3 separate regions of the Mus musculus genome follow, and regions 2 and 3 are each linked to region 1. The links are chromatin contacts, called in public HiChIP or PLAC-seq and capture Hi-C maps. All regions are on one chromosome and are shown on one strand. Each heading gives the region's core, a stretch centred on a gene start, on an enhancer-like site or on the middle of the called end of the contact. The rest is flanking DNA. Distances are from core to core; before and after follow the strand shown.

The links. HiChIP or PLAC-seq counts read pairs in DNA pulled down with a chosen protein or histone mark. Capture Hi-C pulls out chosen DNA fragments and counts their contacts.
Region 2: a contact with region 1 is called in an H3K27ac HiChIP or PLAC-seq map of embryonic stem cells, with 6 times the contacts expected there. The contact joins two enhancer-like sites. A contact is called at or near these places in 8 of 115 datasets of contacts at active chromatin or transcription factors (embryonic stem cells and epiblast stem cells).
Region 3: a capture Hi-C map of embryonic stem cells shows a contact between it and region 1, with 2.8 times the contacts expected there. The contact joins two enhancer-like sites. A contact is called at or near these places in 4 of 115 datasets of contacts at active chromatin or transcription factors (embryonic stem cells and epiblast stem cells) and 1 of 9 other capture datasets (embryonic stem cells).

Annotation. Positions count from the first base shown.
Region 1 is chr2:20,208,259-20,210,931 of GRCm38.p6, forward strand. It overlaps a transcript of Etl4 not described here. Among named protein-coding and RNA genes, the nearest start is that of Gm23970, 71 kb to the right of the region's middle. Within about 2 kb of position 1,348, at least 13 of the 459 cell types and tissues checked have an H3K27ac peak or open chromatin away from gene starts, as enhancers often do. A contact at or near this core is called in embryonic stem cells, where this site is marked.
Region 2 is chr2:20,778,523-20,781,195 of GRCm38.p6, forward strand. It overlaps Etl4 (enhancer trap locus 4), which reads left to right. Exons shown (of 22, transcript NM_001081006.1): 12 at 2,420-2,550. Among named protein-coding and RNA genes, the nearest start is that of Arhgap21, 190 kb to the right of the region's middle. Within about 2 kb of position 1,354, at least 18 of the 459 cell types and tissues checked have an H3K27ac peak or open chromatin away from gene starts, as enhancers often do. A contact at or near this core is called in embryonic stem cells, where this site is marked.
Region 3 is chr2:20,752,155-20,754,827 of GRCm38.p6, forward strand. All of the region lies in intron 7 of Etl4 (enhancer trap locus 4), which reads left to right. Among named protein-coding and RNA genes, the nearest start is that of Arhgap21, 210 kb to the right of the region's middle. Within about 2 kb of position 1,332, at least 51 of the 459 cell types and tissues checked have an H3K27ac peak or open chromatin away from gene starts, as enhancers often do. A contact at or near this core is called in embryonic stem cells, where this site is marked.

The sequences.
Region 1 (2,673 bases), core at 98-2,597:
TAGTGTTTATTACAGTATATTTTTGTGCATGACTGATACATCAAGATTTATCAGGGGTATATTCATATGAGGGGGAATTTTAGTTCTTATAGGGTTGAGTTCTAGTTGCTGTTGGAAGCACTCACTAGAGTACAGGGACATAGACCCCATGAATAAAGGAGACCTCTGTAGTTGGTACTTTTTAAACTTTTGCTTTACAGATATAAAAGCAGTACTTGGATAACTATGTGTGTTTCTCCAAAGTGTTTGAACCTAAATTAATACTTGAGGTAATGATGAAGCAAAAAGAAATAAATGCAGAAAGTTGCTTAGAATTAATAAATATGAAGATAAAATTAGAGCCATTCATAAGTACTACCCTTGTTTGTGGGTTGTTATAATGATAGGCAAATTAAATACACTCAGAACCTGTTATAAACGATTGGTTGGCTGATTAGCCAGAGCTGTGGGGGTTTATAACATAGGAGCTACAAAGGCATTGTATTAGCATGTCAGCATTGCTTCTGACTGCAGTTATGTTACCCACTCCACATCCTGTGGAGTAGAATCAGCATATTCTCTGTAGAACACTGAGCAGTCCGTTTACGCACATTTTCCCTGTAAGCTGTGTAATGATGTTGATGCTAAAAATAGAATAAAATTCTGGATATTAAGATATCACTTGAACAGACTCAGAGGTCAGCCCCATCGCTGTGGAGCAGAGGAGGTGGTTTCTGATGAGAGTGTCCTGCTTTGGGTTCTGCTTCTAGAGACTCCACATGGCTTCTGGGAACCCAGCCTATGTTCCCTGCTAAGTGGCTACACCTGCACCTAGAGCCAAGCTCTCCTCTCCATGCCTTCATTTCTATTTCCATTGTAAAATTATTGCTCTTGTTTTTAATGTTCACCAAGTTTTAATCCAGCTCTGAAATTCCATGTGTTTTCTGCTAAACAAAAATATTGCATAGTCCCAGTTTTAAGTTCTCTGGGACAAGACAGCCAAAACAAATGTACTCATTTCCAATATTAAAATCTGGTGTAAATATTGATTTTAGGGCAAACCAATGACTGAGAAATCTGTAACCTCTTGGTAGTATTTTTAGCTCAGTGAGGCCCCTGTTAAGGAAATAGGGGAACTAGAGAAAACAAGATTTCTTTTCATATGTAAGGTAAGAGGGAAAGATCAACAAGCAAATGTAGAAAAGCTGTTGTGGATGGGCCAGGTGCTGCCTGTATTTTCATGTTAATTCTGCTTTCCCAGGAGGGGTTTTCTGGAATGAGAAATGAGTCACATACTCAGGTGACTTCTTATGAACGCACACCCCGCACCCCACCCACACCCACACACCCAATGAAGAAAGGGACCAATCACTGAGCCAGGAGGCTGGACTTCCGGGTTGGACAGAGGAAGAGGGTGAGAGGCTTTTTGGACAGGCATAGGAGAGGACAAGATGTAGCTAGTAGTGTCTCCCAGTTTCAGTGGCGTTTCTACCAGGATTAGCCATCAGAGGATTTAGACTTAATATGGTTTACAGGATTAGGATTCTAAGTGTTGCAGATTCCAGAGATTGAGTTACCATTGTTTTTTTTTTTTAACTAAGTTTGTGTGGTGTTTCCTTCACACGAGTGGTTCGACTGGGTTCCAGAGAGAAAGACAAAGCATGGGTTTATCTCATGTGCACCACAAAAGGCCATGGGAGTATTGAAGCATGGGGCTGGTGTGGTAAAGACCCACCAGTGGGAACTTAATGAGCTGGGGGGAGAGATTTTGGAGCTCTGAGTCAGAGAGTCTCCACGAGATAAGAACAGGCTGGCCATTGCTGCCAGTGCATAGCTGTCCAGCCCACCAGGGCAGAGAGTAGCTGGGTGTAGCACCAGAACTTACCATTATTTTTTAATACTTCCCACGACAAAGGTTATGAGTTTATTGCAAAATATGTACTGACTTCAGGGCAATATTAACTGACATCTACATGTCAGAATTGTACAACCTCAGACTACCAAAAAAAAAAAAAAATACATGAGCATTCTGAACTAGTTGATGTCTGCCATCGGGGCCTGTTCTTCCCTTCATCTGCACTTCTAACATGAACTTGCCCTTTAGGCTACAGTAACTGGCACTCTAGATAAACTGATCTTTGGAGTAAAGCTTGTTAGCAACAAGCTGGGTGTCAGTAAGAAACAGTTGGATATATACATAGTAGCAGCATAAAAAAGCAAATTTCAGAACCTAGATCTAAGTAACAGATAAAACTAGGGGGAATAAGAAAAACTTAAAATAATATTTATAGTAATTTTCTATATTGTTAATTATGTATTAAGTTACTTATTCCACTATGTATTTAAGAAGTACATAACATAAAATGGTTTGTTTTTTTCCCTAAGTTTTGGTACTTTGAAAGATGTTCTACAAACATTTTTAAATCACTGTTTAGAAGAACTGAAGCCCAACTGATGGTCAACAAATGTCCAGGCCCCAACAGGGGACAGGGCACACATACATTAAGTCAGTACAAGGTGGTTTGTAAAGGAATTGATTAAAAGGGAGAATGTAACATAGATTTCAGTTTAGAACCAAAGCTGTACTATCCTGAATCCTTTGTCCAACGGGGACACAATCAAGTTTATTGCAATCAGAAACAAGATGGTACAATAAATCCGGCAGCAAAATGACCTTCTGCCAAGGCACATGGC
Region 2 (2,673 bases), core at 104-2,603, 570 kb after region 1:
TACTCCTGCTTTGGAGACCTGCTTGGTACCTGTCTAGGCTGTGCTTGCAAAGACTGTAAGATCATGGGAGCCCACAATAGACCCTGAAAACCAACTCTAGAAAGTTGTCTTCTGCCTTCTGCATGCACAGTCACACAACACTAATTTAAAAGTTATGGAATACATATATATCTCCTTAATATTATCATATCTGTTTCTTATACCTTAAACAGACATAGACTAGGGTAACTGGGTGGATCCGTATGACAGGAGAGCGAGCTTAGGTAAGATATTCTAGAACCTGGCTCAGGGCTACTGAGAAGTAACGCCTGCTCTTTGCTGGCCCTTCTCTGTCCCTTTCCCTTCCTTCTAAATTCCAGAAAAGAAATACTCTGGTAGAACTGTTAGGCTTGGGTCCTCTGAACATGAGGACAGAGGAGTGAAAGTGGGGATTAAAGAACAGAAAAAAAAAATGAGTCAATATCTTTCATGGTTTTCTACTTGGAAATAACAGCTTCTAATAAGAGTCAGACTAAGTTCAGTTTAACAAACAATGGGCTTCTTTTCAACAAAGGCAGAATAAAAAGCAGCTTAAGGCCATGCTGAAATCTGGAGGCCCCATGAATGTCTGACGTCTTCTTGAGCAAAGCCTACCTATTTCAAAAGCCCATTGATGACTTTCAAAAGGCCGTCTGCACTCATTTTCAGCAGCACTGTCTCTTTTTCAATCTCTGAATTAATAAAAGTGGCCTTCAGAGCTCGAAATAGGAATCACAAGCACATGAATTGGCAGAATAATGGTGTCAGAGGTTCCCTGCTGCCCGTCAAAGGGGAGCAGAGTTTGGGGAACTTTGGGTTGCAGGGATATGATGCGCAGGAGGCAGACTGGGTAAGAGAAACTAAAATAGGAGTTTATCTGGATGGAGTGGCTTTGGGTCATGGAACATCTCCTTGGAGGAGTATTTGCATATTGACCAGTTTGTGGGTGGTTGAAGGAACTGGGGGCCCTGGAGTCTTAGCTTGGAAGGGCTTCATCAAAGCCTGAAAGAATGCAGGAGACTGCTTGGTCTACCAGGGAACCTCCCTCACCAATGGACCATTTAGAGGTCTGACAAGGATTGGCCCAGCTCCACCCCAAGGAGCAGCAGCTGCATGTGCCCTGTAGGTATGCTCACCTAACACCAGGTGTGTTTAACAGATGCAGACCCTAACGGGGCATCCTTTCATCAGAGATTTCTGTATCAGAATGGCTGGCATCACCAAATACTTCATCCCCCTGCTCAGAAGAGGTCAGATGTGTCACGTGTGACTTCATCCTTGTTGAATGTATGTCCTGCCCTGCTGGACTCCCTCCTGTGGCTGCATTAGCTCCTTTCTACTCACTCACCTAGAGGAAAGGGCCCATGTCTTGTGAGGCCATCCTCTCCTCCACTAAGGCGCCAGGAAGTACAGCCGCCATTCACTTACTGCCACCTAGTGGTCTTGCATTTCTTAGCACCCTCGTCCTTTAAGAGCTTTCTCTTGAATTTGCAGGCAACTTGAAAGGATACAAACACATCTGGGCAAATTGTTTTTGTTGTTTCAAGTGGAAGAATATAACTTGGCTGTGTTGGAGTTGATATCTGTTCTCTCTCTCCATCCCAACCCCTCCATCCGTCCCTCCCTCCCTCCAGAAATCAGATCTCTAAGTTCTTAGTTGTGAGAGAAGAGAGACAGTCATTAATGATGGGACAGTCAGGTACACTAGAGAGAGGCTATCCATTAGGGGATTTTGAGGGCAGTTTTGCTCTCTCTTTCCCAGGGATATTTGACCATGTCAAGGGACATTCACATGTGTCACAAATTATTGGAATTTGTGATTGCTTGCTACTGCTACTCAGCAGGAAGGGGCCAAGGATGCACATCCTTCATTGTGTAAGACAGCCCTGCACTAAAAATGAAGCTATATGGTTCAAAATGTCAGGTACTAAAATTGAGAAACCTGGTTGTCTAAAGTGAGCTAACACACTTCACTGTAGTACTGGTTCATACCCCCCTCTTAGGCTACCCCCAGCCCCCATCTTCTGCCTCCATCCTAATCTATCAGGACTCTCTCCCCTCTGTCTTTCTCTCCCTCCATTCCTGGTCACCAAGTGTGCACATTGTTCTCTTGGCTGGCATGAATACAACTGAAAGTTAAGAATGTATCAAGTGCCCACTCCACCCCCACCCGGGACCAATCTGAACCACAAATGACAGACACGGGAGAGCTCTCCCGTTGCTACCTTACATAGCCATGCAATATTGCAAAGCAAACTACTATCGACTGTGCTCCCACCTCCTCCTTGGAAGCTTAAGATAGGGCTGGGACACAGCAGAAAATGGGAGAGCCCCTGCTCCTGCACGTGTCCTTTCTGAGACCCTCCATGCTCAGTTCCATCTGCTCTCTGCCTCCCCACAGTGAGCTGGAGGACTTTGTTGAGGACTTGAAGAAGGACTCTTCCTCCACTGGCAGAGTGGTGACCCTGAAAGATGTGGAAGATGGGGCTTTCCTCCTGCGACAAGTGGGAGAAGCTGTGGCCACTCTCAAAGGTGAGCCTTCCACTGGAAGTGTGTTGCTTGGAATGTTTATGAAGCTTTCAGCTGGGCGGTGGTGGCGCACACCTTTAATCCCACCAATTGGGAGGCAGAGGCAGGCGGATTTCTGAGTTTAAG
Region 3 (2,673 bases), core at 82-2,581, 540 kb after region 1:
CAATCAGAAGCCTTGAGTCTGGCTCAAGGAAAATGGAGTCGCCCCAAGCAATTTAACATTCAGACAACTCTTTTTGGTTCCCAAGCAGAACCTCTCCAAAGAGAAGAATCAAGGCTTAGGGACAGATCCAGCCTCCAGGAAGCTGTAGAAATCAGTGTGATTGCCCTGGGCCTGAAAACAAGGCTCGTCTATGTAACTCAGGCTCTCGTGATGCCCACACCATGTCTTAGCTGGGTTAGGATTCATTGTCTCTCCAATTGATGGTCAAGTGGGTGACATTTATCCTTATTTAAACTCTAGGCCTTAGTTTTCATGAATGATGTGATTCAAAATAACAGCTAACTGTAAGCATCAATTCCTGCTTTCCAAAAGTGGTAGGTCTTTTTTATTTAAAAAAAAAAACAAAAACTAATATTACTTACTGTACTGCTGTGAAAGAAGTCATGCCCTCCTTGTCCACCCTCAGAGACAAAAGGGGTTTGGAGGCCACTTGTCCTGAAGCCTGACTTTACAGAAAATAAAAAGGAGAGACAGTCCAGAATGTGATAACTGGAGCCATTTGAATAAACTGGGGTCTCGACATGATGCTGCCTCTATGCTGTTTGTAATAAAGGTAATAGGGCCCTACTTCCTCTATCACCCACGAGCCACTAGAAAGGTGACAGGCAGTAAGAACATTAGGGCGGTATCAGATAAGAAATGTCTTCCTTCTTTATCTGAGTCGTTCTTTTTGGATTGGTTTGGTATGGTATCGTATGGTATGGTGTGGAGTGCTGACTAAAATCTCAAGAGTTTTGCCTACCACTGCCTCCTGAGTGCTGAGATTAAAGCCGTGTGCTACCACTACCACAACCCAGCTTTGAGTCATTTTATTTCTCTGGCCTTCATGCTAGAATTTTATAGATTAAGTAGGTAGGAGCCAGGCACAGGAGACACACGTGTAATTCCCAGAAGCTCAGGAGGCTGAGGCACGAAGATCAGGAGTTAACAACAATGCAGACAATGATGGGAAATCCTGTCAAAGAAAAGGCTGACTCCTATGAGGATGTTCCTCCACTCACCCACCCACTCCAGAAAAGGCTGGCATGGGGGACCTTGTTTTCTCAGGCACCCGAGGGCCTTTCCCCATAGTGCTGTCAGTTGCAGATAAATAATAATCTGTAGCAGGAGTGAACAACTATTTCTACCAGTTTGTACCTGTACTTAACAAAAGAAAAAAGAAATGCCATTTCAGAGCGTGAATATTGAAGTGCACCCTCAGGGAAGAGAAAGAAACTTCAAAATTGATTTTGTGTTGGCTCATTCTGGGGTGTGGTAGCTAGAGTCACCGCCTGGCAGAGCCAACAGGAAATGAAACGCTTTACCCTGGGCTGTGTGTCACCATAGCCAGAAAGCCATAGTCCCTGTATTCTGCAGTCAAACTAGTGATGTTTCCTAAGAACCCTTCCTTTGCTGATATTCAGTGTCTGCTGTAACATTAAGGGATCACCCATCATGGGTTCTGTGCAGTGCTAAGGAAATAAGTACAGACCCCATTTTGTGACTCAGAAAGTCCGGTAATCAAGAAAAGTCTCTTCGATATAAAATCAGAAAGCTATCACGTTATGCTGCCACCCAGATCCAGAAAACAACTAAGTCTCGTCACTTGACTTGGGGCTATTTTCAGGTCCCAACTAGTACAGTCTGCTCACAGAAAGTAAACTGTGAAGGAGATTAACTGCTGGGAGTGTTTCCCGACTGCATTTACTGTGCTGGGAAGAGCCTCATTGGGCTTCAGTACACCTTAGGAGCCCTGGCCTGGGTGTGTCTGAGCTTTGATCCACTTGCCTGAACTTGGCACACCCTTCTTTTCCCCTTTCAGTCAGGATCACTGAACCAGAATGGGAAGAATTATGAGTGCCAAATAAGTTCCTCCTAACTGCAACTCTAGGATCCCAATTTCTGCTGGATTTTAGACATGATCTTTCTAGGAGACCAAGGGCATCTCTGTTAACAATGGCAGAGTCTTTTGACTCTGTGACCTCTCAGTATTGAGACTTGAGATGTGTGTGTCTTTGCTATCTTTGTAACAAAATATCTAAGGCTAAGGGGAAGGGCCCATGGATCATGGGTTCAGAGATTCCAGTACATGTTCACTTAACCCTGTCACCTTGAGCCTGAGCTGTACTTTTATCAAAGTGACGTATGTATCAGAAGACGTCTTTGTAATTTATGGCAGCCAGGAAGCAAAGCAAGGCAAAATGAGCCAAGGTCACGTATTCCTGTCAAGAGCATACTCACCCACTTCCTAAAGCTCGCACTCCCCCAGTCCTACCACAGACTAGGAATGAATCCTTTACCACACCAGCCTTTGGGAGACATTGAAGATCCAAATGCTGGCAGACCTTTGGCATCCTCAGCCATGATCTCCACTGCATGTGTGCTGGCCCCTGGGTCTCAACTTAGCAGGGACTTACCTGCTTTGAAGACTGCATTTGTGGTTGCACCTGCATGGTGCTTTCAGGATGGTGTCTTAGTTGCTTAACTTGTCCCCAGTAGGGTAACTTTGAGCAGAAATGGAAAATGAATAGATTAGTTACTTGCAAGGCTTCAAGCATAGCAAGAGGACCTGGATTCTGGTGTTCTGTTGACTTCATCCCTTAACAGCATCTTTAGTTAATTAGGGAGTGTTTC